2 separate regions of the Capsicum annuum genome follow, and region 1 is linked to region 2. A link is a contact called in public Hi-C data. All regions are on one chromosome and are shown on one strand. The core of a region is the stretch at or near the end of the contact, and the rest is flanking DNA. Distances in the headings are between cores, read along the strand shown.

Region 1 (4,979 bases), core at 2,113-4,612, 56 kb before region 2:
ACGTAAGAAATAGGTTTTTGTTGTGTGTGGTGTTAAGGGTCCAAGAGTCCACCAAATTCTTGGGTTCTTAAGATTACATCTTCAATTGTCTATCTACCTATCCTTTTATCTTATTGTAATCTTGTTAGTGTTGTGACTTGTATCCGTTTGTTCTTCTTTCCTAGTGAAGTTGTGTTCTTGTTATTCTCATCACATTGTTGTTCTTCATCTTGTGTTGTTAAACTTAGTTTGTGGTTAGTTTGTGGTTGGCTGATTTGGTGCTAAAACACCTCATTATCTTGTTCTTCTTTGTTGATATTGTTGGCCGAGAAGTGTGTTTATTGAGCTCTCGGTTTTGTCTAGAATTTGTGGACTGTTTTTGGGTGTTTTTGATGCATACCAAGTTTGTATCGTATCAAATTTATTGAACAATAACTATATAAAATGACACCACTGCTGCAACTATTTGCACGATCATTCCATGGAAAAGGTTTTCAAGTTAGTCTGATTTGAATAGATTTACGAATATATGGCATGAAAAGAAATCAAACTGAGCAGAACCAAATTACACTCAGCAAAACAGAAATAGCTTACGAACATAGTGAAATGGGAAAAAGTTATACAGACATAAAGTAAAAACGTAAAGGAAACCCAGCATCAACTGACTCAAGAGATTAAGGAACATTGGCAAAACCATACCTTTAACAAAGCTAGGCTGGTAAGGCAGCTTTCCAACCTCAAGCATCAAAGCAACCTCCCTTCCATAACTAGAAGCAATCTCAAATTCATCTCGAATTTCAGCAACAACCTCATGTAGATCCCTGGTGCCCTGAGCATGTGATGTGGTCAAGCTACTTGACCTGGGTGATTCAATCTCATTCTTTGACATTTCATCCACCTCAAAGGTCACCCCTTTCTTCTTCATATGCACATCTTCTGGGCTTCCTGAAACGAGAGTTTCAAAATTGCTTTTTTCCTCAGTAATGTCAATTGAACCTGTGCCGCCACTACTATGTGATGGTTCTGCACTCGAAAGGTGAGAACCTGAATCGTACATTGTTGATATTGGCTTTGTACTGCCACCACTACTATGTGATGGTTCTGCAGTCGAATAGTGAGAACCTGAATCGTACATTGTTGATATCGGTTTCATCCTGCCACCACTACCCTCAGATTTTACTCCCTTTGAACTTGATGAGCCATCCAAATTATGTAATGACGAATCTGGTTTTGAACTGCCCATACTACTGTGTCCTGCTACACCCCTTAAATCAATGCCATGAGGCACTGATGGCATAGATTTTCTGCCACTGTCACTACTTCTGGATGAATTTGCTTCCGCGCGCTTTGTCTTTGGCTCATCACTCAATTTCTTTCCTTTATGGTACTCCTTATACATCTCAGTCTCGGTTTCTTCTTCCAAATCAGGAATGCCCTCCCTCTCCCTCACTTCAGTTGAATTAGGACTACTACTAACTGATGCAGAACTGTTCTGTTTATGCGGAAAGTAGCCCATATAACCACTATCTAAAGCATCAAACGGATTAAAATAGTCCCACGCAGAGGCCTTGGGTGCCGGAGGCGGCGGTGGCTCCTTAGGTGGACTTGGTTTCTTACCTTGATTACTCTGATTGCCCCGTTCACCAAATGGAGGAGCCATTGGGTAGCCATACCCACCACTTCCATTTGGGTAGCCATACCCACCATTTTCATTTGGGTAGCTCCAATGCAAATTGGAATACCCAGTAGGCACTGGATCTGCTTCATGAAATACTGTTTTCATCACTGGTGAAGATTTCTTCATGTAGTAAGCATACGTGTTTGGATTTCCACCATATTGTTGTCCTCCTGTCCAAGGAGCTTGAAATTGTGGATTCATTCCATAAAATGGATCCCAAAATCCTTGTGGTGGCGGAGCTTCATTATTCATCATCATCCCATATGGCAATCCCCCAGGCCTCGGCCCCGGCCACCAACCTGGTTGTGGATATGGTGAAATTGATTGTTCACCACCTTCAACCATATGAATCCCCTCGTAATGTTGATTTGCATTCCCATGACCCCTTCTACCTTCATAGTCTTCATGTACATTGCCATGACCTCTTCCACCCTCGTAATCTTGATGAGCATTCCCACGACCCCTTGAAGTCGAAGGCTCATCATGTTTATGTACATTCCTATGACCCTTTTGGGGCATATGTAGATGCTCCTGATCATCCTCTTCAGATGAATCTGATGACAAATGCAGGTGGCCGTGGACAGGTTCATCTTCATCATGGAAACGCGAAATAGAACTAGAAGACGAAACAGATATGGAAGATCCAGAAGACTTATGCTTATGATGAGTTCCACCAGCAATTTTCCTTTCACCAGGCAATACTAAAGAAGGAGAAGAAGGCGTAGAAAGGGAAGAAGATGAAGAACCAACAATAAGCTCTTCATCAACAAACTTCCTAAGTGCTTCGCCAACATCCTTAAGTGAATGAAAATAGGAAACATGAGCAGCAGCAAGTGCATAACGGTAATTAGCAGCAGCCTTTATCAGTTCTTTCCTCTCTTTACAACGAATTACAAGTTCTGTATCCACCGATTTAGACTCATTACAACCCATCTCAACAACAACAACAAAAACAAAATCAAGAATAACCAAACAGTCCTCAAGCCATATAGCCCCTTTAATAACTGTAACTTTTCCACCGCCTCCGGTCATCTCTTTACCTGTTTGCAAAATTGCATTGTGAAAAGAATGCAAAAAATCCCAAATCCCAAGTGAAAAGGGAAAACAATGACTTTAAATTTGGCAAGTATTAGTACTAGTAAAAAGTAAAAAGTAGTAGTAAAAGAAAGGTAGGAGGGGTTTAGGAGGGGATAAAAATCTGACCTTTGAAATTGAGGGGGTTGAATCTTGACCGCCCATACGAATTTGCGGGGGCAACAAAATCAATCGAATCTCTGATCTATGGAAGTTTGTAGACAAAATTGTTTGTTTTTACTCTAATAATAATAATAATAATCAGTAAGCTCGAAAATTATTTGTTTTTACATGCCCAATTCAAGAAACATTATGTATTGAGATGAGTGATGTTTATGGAGATTTGTGAATTTTGTCAGAAGTTTCAGTAAACAAAGATATAGAGAAGAAAAAAAAAGAAGTGTTATTCATGTTTGAAATTCTTGTACTAATTCTACTTCATTGCTTTGTTATGCGTGATTTTTGTTTTCCCGGTCTAAAATGCAAATTTAGATTTGTCTTAAACAAAAAAAAAAAAAAAAAAAAAGGAAAAGGGGTTTATGATGGGCCCAAAGGGTTGAAGAAGGGAAGTGAAAAAGGGGGAGAGTGTCAGAGGTTTTGAAGAAGAAAGGTCGTGGACAGTGAACAATGCCATTATTAACATTTGTTGCTTAGTGTTGTATTTGTAAAAAGGTAAGTCCCTTTTTCACTTCCTTTTTTAAAAAAAATACTAATAATAATAACTTTTTATTCTTTCTATTTTTTGTTTTGGTACGTTTACATTTTGACATGATTAAGGGTAAATTTGATTATTAAAATAATAATTTTTTAAAATTAAAAATGGAGCTGAAATTGAAATTGATATAGTATTTGAATATAAATTTGAATTTGTTTTTTTAATTTTGTAGGCTATGGTCATAAAAAAAATTATATTTTTTCAAAAAATTATTTCATTCTAATAAAAATAATAATTTTTAATCATAAAAATTATTTTACTTTAATGAAAAAAATTAAAAAATATTTTAAAGATGAAAATTAGATTTGTATTTTGAATATAAATATAAATTTAAGTTGTTTTTGAATTCTTATAAATAAGTTAATGCAACAAATGTTTTGAATTTTTTTAATTTCAAAAGAATTTACAGCAACAACAAAATACACACAATGTATTCCCACACAATGAAGTTTGGGAGAATAAAGTATATGTTGTTGATATTACTATCTATGAGGTTGAGTAGACTGTTTTCAATAGACTCAGCTCAAGATAAAAATCAATCCGAAAAAAAGTTAAAAAGTAGGTATAAAAGACAATAAAAAATAGCAAAACAGTTGTAGGCGAACAATATCTCCATAAAATAATGTTAGAAGAGACCTCTTTTTAGGGCGGATTTAGAGCGTTGGGTGGAATTTTTGAAAATCTAGTAACTTTTTGTGTGAATCTTGTATTTATATTAAGAAATCTAGTAAATATATAAAAATTATAAGTTCAAAATCCACAATAAAGTGTGTGATTGATCTAATGGCAAGAAAGGTACTTGTTGGAGTCTTATTGCCCTCTTGGTTGTGCTTTTTAACCCCATCAATGACATTTTTTTAAAAAAAATTATTTTGCTTAAGAAACCCACAAATTTAAAATTTTAGATCCGTCTCTATCCCTGCTTCTTTTGTCCAAATAGATACTAAGGGGTCATTTAGTGTGAAATATAATTTATATTAGTCCCAGAATAAAATGTATGATTATTTTATCTCATGTTTAGTTGAGGTATTAGTTAGTCAATGGATTATTTATTCCATCATTTATATCTTAGTAATGAAATAAGTTATCCCATATATATGGTGGATAACTAATCTTGGAATAACTAATTTTAAAATTAATTATTTCGAAATAACTCATTCCCAATCAAACGATCCTTAAATTTTGGCTTGGTTTAAGTTTGGTAGGTCTAGTGATATATTCCTTTTGTCTATTTATACTTGTTCAGTATTAATTTAGCTTATATTTTTTATAACAATGAATAATTGATAATTTTATTGTATCATTATTTAAATATAATAAATTTAGCAGCCAAAAGTGTGGCCTAATAATTCAATAAAGTTGGGATGAATATCATGAGTTCTCAGGTTTAATTCTCAGAGACAATCACTAGATTTTTTTTCCCATCTAATGGGAGGTAACAGATATCTTGTGGATTTAATTGAAGTGTGTGCAAGTTAGCCGGACTCCATGGTTATCAAAAAAATAATTAATAATTAAGTGATAAATGTTATA
Region 2 (5,607 bases), core at 809-3,308:
CCAACAAATTTTGACATATAATTAAAAAGGAAAATCATCTTTTCATATTTTTGTTTCTATTAAAATTTAAACTTAAAATCTCATAATTTCAAATCGTATCATATTAGATCACATCCAAATGTGCAAAAAGAAACTCATAACGGCATCCGATTGAAAATGAGGCTCCCGGAACATCAAATCTTTTGTTTTATTTTAGCAACAATCTACGCAAAAATTGAAGCATGCCAATTGATGTGTGTATCATCATAAAATATGCACTTTATTTATTATTTCTTAAATGACGTATAAAATTTATTGTGGACATGTGCAAATGAACGGAGGGAGCGTCATTCCAACCGCTTAATATTTGCGACTCCGGTTCATCTTACACTTTTCTGAGCTACAAGCTTCTTTTTAATGTTATTTGAAAGCCTTTTGATTTCATATGCACAAGGTAAGGGTAAACATCATAAATCCCACAAATAATAGGAGTTAATGACTCCCTTTCTCATAATTTTTCGTTACTACATAATATTATATTAGAAAATGATACGAATACATTGTATAGTCGTGAATACATTGTAGATTAATACATTGTATGACATCTGGATACACAATTAAAGTATTCAAATACATGGTTCAATTTGAAATACTTGCATTTTTTCGGGTTTAGTCACATGCATTCACATATATTTGAGGGGGGGGGGGGGGGGGGTTGCATCATGTATCCGCATGTATCTGAGTGTTGCAGTATGTATCCGCATGGTTATAACATGTATGAACATATCTGAGGCTATTGTGAAACATTATGTAATTAATTTAAGTTAGTGGGAGAACAAGTAAATATGATAAAGAATATTTGAGAATTTATGCAATTTATCCAAAAGGCTCCAGCCTGGTCACTGCGATTCCCTGGTAGGGGTGGACGTTCGATATTCAGTTCGGTATTTTCAAAGTTCGAATTTGGTAATTTGGTAATCAGTATTTGAACATAGATACCACATATCATACTTATAAACATCGGTTCGGTAGTTCAGTAATCAATAAATTAAACTTCGGTTCGATACGGTATTTGGTAATACCATATTAAAGTTGGAAATGTGTAAATGTACGTTTAAACTTCAAAGAGTATATTTAATAGAAACCATATTTAATATTCTTTTTGTTGCTTTTTACGAATATATAACCAAGGTCAAGAGATTCTTTGGGATGACTAATACTATTATCTATTGGGATGACTCTCTCTATATATTCGATATTCGGTATTTATCGAATATCAAACGGTTTTAATATCTTGCACCAAACCCAATCCCGAATACCGAATATTGAAATTTTGCTCCCAAATACCATACTAAATACCGAATTACTGAATACCAATTACCAAATTTTTCAATTAGGTTTGGTAATTCGGGTTTTAGTATTTTATGCCTAGCCCTAGTGAGGAGGCATTCTTTCTTACAATGCAACTTTCCAGTCTTCTAATTCTGGTTTTAAAAAAAAAAACTTAAAGGGGACTTTTTTCCATTAAATGATGATCTAATGTTTGGTCCGAAGTGGAAAATGGTTTCAATTGAGCTTTTGTACGTCATGTTTGGACTTGTTAATACTGGATTTCAACAGTTTAGTACGTAGTTCGAAATGCTCCCCCACAGAAGATATAACATTACATTTGTTTCTTTCTCAACTAGTCATTATTGTATTGATGATTGAGAAAACTTCATAGTTGGTTAGTGTAATATATATTCTTCTTGTTCTAGCAAGATTAGCGTCGTTCCTAATGAAGAGTAATCATTAAGGATCAAGACATGTCCAGTATTATTATTACCACAATGAACAATAATCATCAGGTCTATGCACATTTTACCATAAACAGTAAAATCCATTTCTTCAGAGACAGAATGCGTGATTTAAGAACGTTTTGGACTTCTTAAATTCTACTTTTTAAAACCAAAAAAAGAAAAAAAGAAAACGCAAAGGGAACATAACTCTTTAGTAAAAGAGTCTCTACAGTTGCATGGAAGGAGTAGATAGTGAGGGTTTTATTCAGTTGTTTTACTAGGAACGAGGAAGATCCAAGCAGGCGCGTAAAAAGATGCCAGATTTGACGACAATATATAGGACAGTGAACAAGACAAGAATAAATGACCATAAAAGCCACAGAAGCAGCAGCAAAGGTTTAAAGTAGAAAATCACAGCCATTCCAGTCCATATTTAAGTGAATTTCAACGCGTTTAATTCAAGTAGCACATACATAACCAAACAATATCATCACTGATTGCAAGATTTTCATAAATCAAGAATGTGAACTGAAAACGCACTGCATATTTCCTATCATATCGGTCAAAAATACCTCAACTCCCAAGCTGAGATGTCAAATGTGCCAACACCAGCTAGAATCATGATATTTAGAAAAAGTTTGTCAGAAGAGGCTTATCTGGCCTACCCTCTAAACCTTCATATTCTGTTGGAATATTTTGGCTCGTAGCATACATAAGCTCTCTCTGCAATCAAATAGGGAAGGCTGTTGAATTTATTTCTGTCCACTAGGCTTTCAAGTTTTGATTATTGGCTTGATCTTGTCTAAATTTAAAGTATCGGCAGAAGTAGAGATGATAAGTTGTACTTAGTCCTGCAGCAACCAAGAGGAGGAATGGTTAACCTTATAGTATATGTTGGTGTCTTGAGAGATTAAAATGCAAAAGTGGATGATATTATTGACTAATATCAAATAAATGACCAAGTAATAAGCTATTCAAGATGAACCTTACTGGCAGGCAGCCACAAACTTCTCTGGTTAACCTCGGATGAAACTATTTTAAATGGAGAAACCCTACAAAAGCAAATTCCAAACACATTAGCATCTTTCAATAACTTGCTAACTAAAATAATATTCAAAAGCGAGCTGGATAAGTATACGGTCTGGGGATGTCTGCTTAAGTAAAGCCTGTATCTTACCACCACAAAATAAGCTTTTAGAGCACAAGCACATGGAAGACAGACAGCAGGAGAAGGATGCATAAAAAGCCCAAATAGTCACAAGAGCCAACAATTTTAGTTCATTTAAAAGGGAATCATTTGAGATATCTATTTTATTGTAAGTCAAAGAGTGGGTTGGATGTACAGCTCAAACAGAAAGTATACATGGGAAAATACTGCAAACGTACCTGAGGAGGGTCAAATTTAGCCCCAAGGTTGCTCAGGCTAGCATGTGCTTCTGCATAATCTTTGAAAAATGAGTCTTGATCTACAGCATACTTCTCTGCATATTCCTGCAAGCACTTATATTGTCAATAGAAACAAATTTAGGTTGTAAAGACAGATTCATGAAGTTGTGGTATGCTACTCCACCTTAAATGAAGGATCTTCAAAAAGAACAGCATCCGTTGGCAAAACTAGCAGATCGTTGTCTCGTCTCTCCTTAATATCCTATACCAATAATTTTAGGTGAAGAACGAGGACAAAATTAAGTCATGTTGTTTCTTCAGACTTTCTATACAAATTATCATCATCAGAAAGCACCTTAAAGTAGGAATTGTCAAATTTCAGCCACTGCACGGTCCATGATTGCCCTCCTGGAGCTCCTGGTCCATCTTTCTGCAATGCGAAATAGAACAGTTCAGGCAACAAACTCGTTAATGTCGCAGAAATCAGCTTTCATTATTGGTAATTGCACATAGGAAAAAACATGAATATCTGATTTCCTTCAGGATCTCTGAAGAAGCAAAAGCACCATGGCGTAGAGAAATACATCAAGTCAAAAAGAGACACATGAGAAAAATATAGAAGTTAAACACAATGCAGCAACATCACTGTCATTGGTGTTAGAATACTACTATGCAAGAATTTAAGTCTGATTTTCAAAATCAAGTTAACTTGTGCCTAAATTGTACAAATAAACCAACAAGAACCAAAGACTGAATTGTTGCCAGCAAAAAAGAAATTCCAATGAATGAGAATGACAAAAAGGAGGTGCTTAAAGATGAAATCAACATTGAACAATGAGATTCTCGAGCTCATGCGCAATATTTCTAAGCTCTGCAATTTAGTAATCACAAAACGCATTCTTGAAGATCACACCAGTTGAATTAGAGGGAGGAAGGCAAAACCCAGCAGCAATAATTAGTGAAAGATAGGACATCACAGGTACATCATTTTCACGAGGAAATCAATAGCTAATTTGCTCCGACTTTCCAAAAATGCTGCCGCAACCGTGTCGGATCCTCCAAAAATGCATTACTTTTGAAGGATTCAACACCCACCCAATGACATTTTTGAAGAGTCCGAGCTACATAGATCAATATAGAGCATACACGTTCCAGCATTTGATTTCTTGTTTACAGAATCTCAAAGAAAGCAAACTAAAATATTAAGACAACATCCGTTCTGCAAAATCTAGGTATGATTAATTTTTGAAATTTTTGACATTGTTGCATACCTCAATGCTCTTTGCTCAAATAGCACGGAACATATACATCAACGAATTGTATGGCTGCTTTCTTATCTTCTTATTTGATGATAGTTTATTTCAAATTCAGTTATTTCTCGTGAAAAATACTCCTATAATTAATTCTATGTACATTTTTTTTTGCTATTCTACTATAGGAAATATAATTTTCTGCATAAGAGCATCATCCAATAGTATGTTTAGCATAGCTCATAGATCAAAGCCTAGGGTCACTACTGATGTTACTAATTTTGACAGAGTCGTGTGAACTAATTTTTTACCGAACCTGAATTTTACCCTTTTTTAGTGTTCAAATACTTTCTAGGGTACTTTTAACTTTAATTTCATTTTTTAGTTGGCTTTATTTGAGAAAATTGTAAACCAAAAAAATAGTTGCCTTTTGTTTTAAACCGGTAACTTTCAAAGATACTTGCATTTTTTAGATGTAACTTTTGTTTTCATTTGTAAGAGGGAAAAAAAAAATCCTACTATTATAATATATTTTTCAGTCTGGAAATACTTAGCTAACATTTTAATTATTCCAACCAGATATCCAACAAGAGGGAGTTGCACAGATGGTAAGCACCCCTCACTTCCAGCCTTGAAGTTGTGAGTCGAGTCATCAAGGAAGCAAAGAGGTGGGAGCTCCAAGGGAGGGGTTTAAAAAAGGTCTCAGAAAGAAAAAAAGATGTCTAATGTAATCCTACAAGTGGGCTCCGAGAGGCTAGGATCCAACAAGTGGGCTTTGGGAGGCTAGGATGTACGCAGACATTACCCCTAACTTTGAGGGACAGAGATTGTTTCGTTGAAAATAGCATTTTTAGTTATTAAGAAAAGGAAAATAAGAAAATCAAAAGACCAGTTTGGATAAGAATATTCCAATCCTTCTTCCCAAGCCATTTATTCTTACCCAATTACATACGGTTTTTTGGGAATTATCAACAAAACGAGGACACACAAAGACCTAAACCTAGACAATAAATAAACTAAGGCCTTATATTTTTGCACTCAAGACCTTAGTCTTAATCATACAGATCCCAGTTATGAAGAGCCCCTAGCTGATTGTAAATAATTGATAAGCACTTAAACTGATCTTATTTTTGTTTTTTTTTGGTAGATAACTGATCTTATTAAATAGCTATAAATTTGGATAGAAATGTTGAAATTGTTAATAAGAAGTTTAT

The links. A called contact is a pair of places that touch in the nucleus more often than the background predicts.
Region 1: a contact with region 2 is called in a Hi-C map of leaf, with 2.2 times the contacts expected there. The contact joins the promoter of LOC107873000 here to the enhancer-like site in region 2. A contact is called at or near these places in 4 of 5 Hi-C or Micro-C datasets (bud, leaf and placenta).

Annotation. Positions count from the first base shown.
Region 1 is chr6:173,528,420-173,533,398 of UCD10Xv1.1, reverse strand. It overlaps LOC107873000 (nitrate regulatory gene2 protein), which reads right to left and starts at 3,362. Exons shown (of 4, transcript XM_047413548.1): 1 at 679-3,362. The coding sequence starts at 2,689.
Region 2 is chr6:173,470,647-173,476,253 of UCD10Xv1.1, reverse strand. LOC107873001 (probable L-ascorbate peroxidase 6, chloroplastic/mitochondrial) reads right to left here. Exons shown (of 12, transcript XM_016719691.2): 8 at 3,499-3,573; 9 at 3,328-3,405; 10 at 3,144-3,248; 11 at 2,748-2,809; 12 at 2,155-2,608. The coding sequence ends at 2,795. Among protein-coding and RNA genes, the nearest start is that of LOC107873001, 11 kb to the right of the region's middle. Within about 2 kb of position 2,058, at least 5 of the 5 cell types and tissues checked have an H3K27ac peak or open chromatin away from gene starts, as enhancers often do. A contact at or near this core is called in bud and leaf, where this site is marked.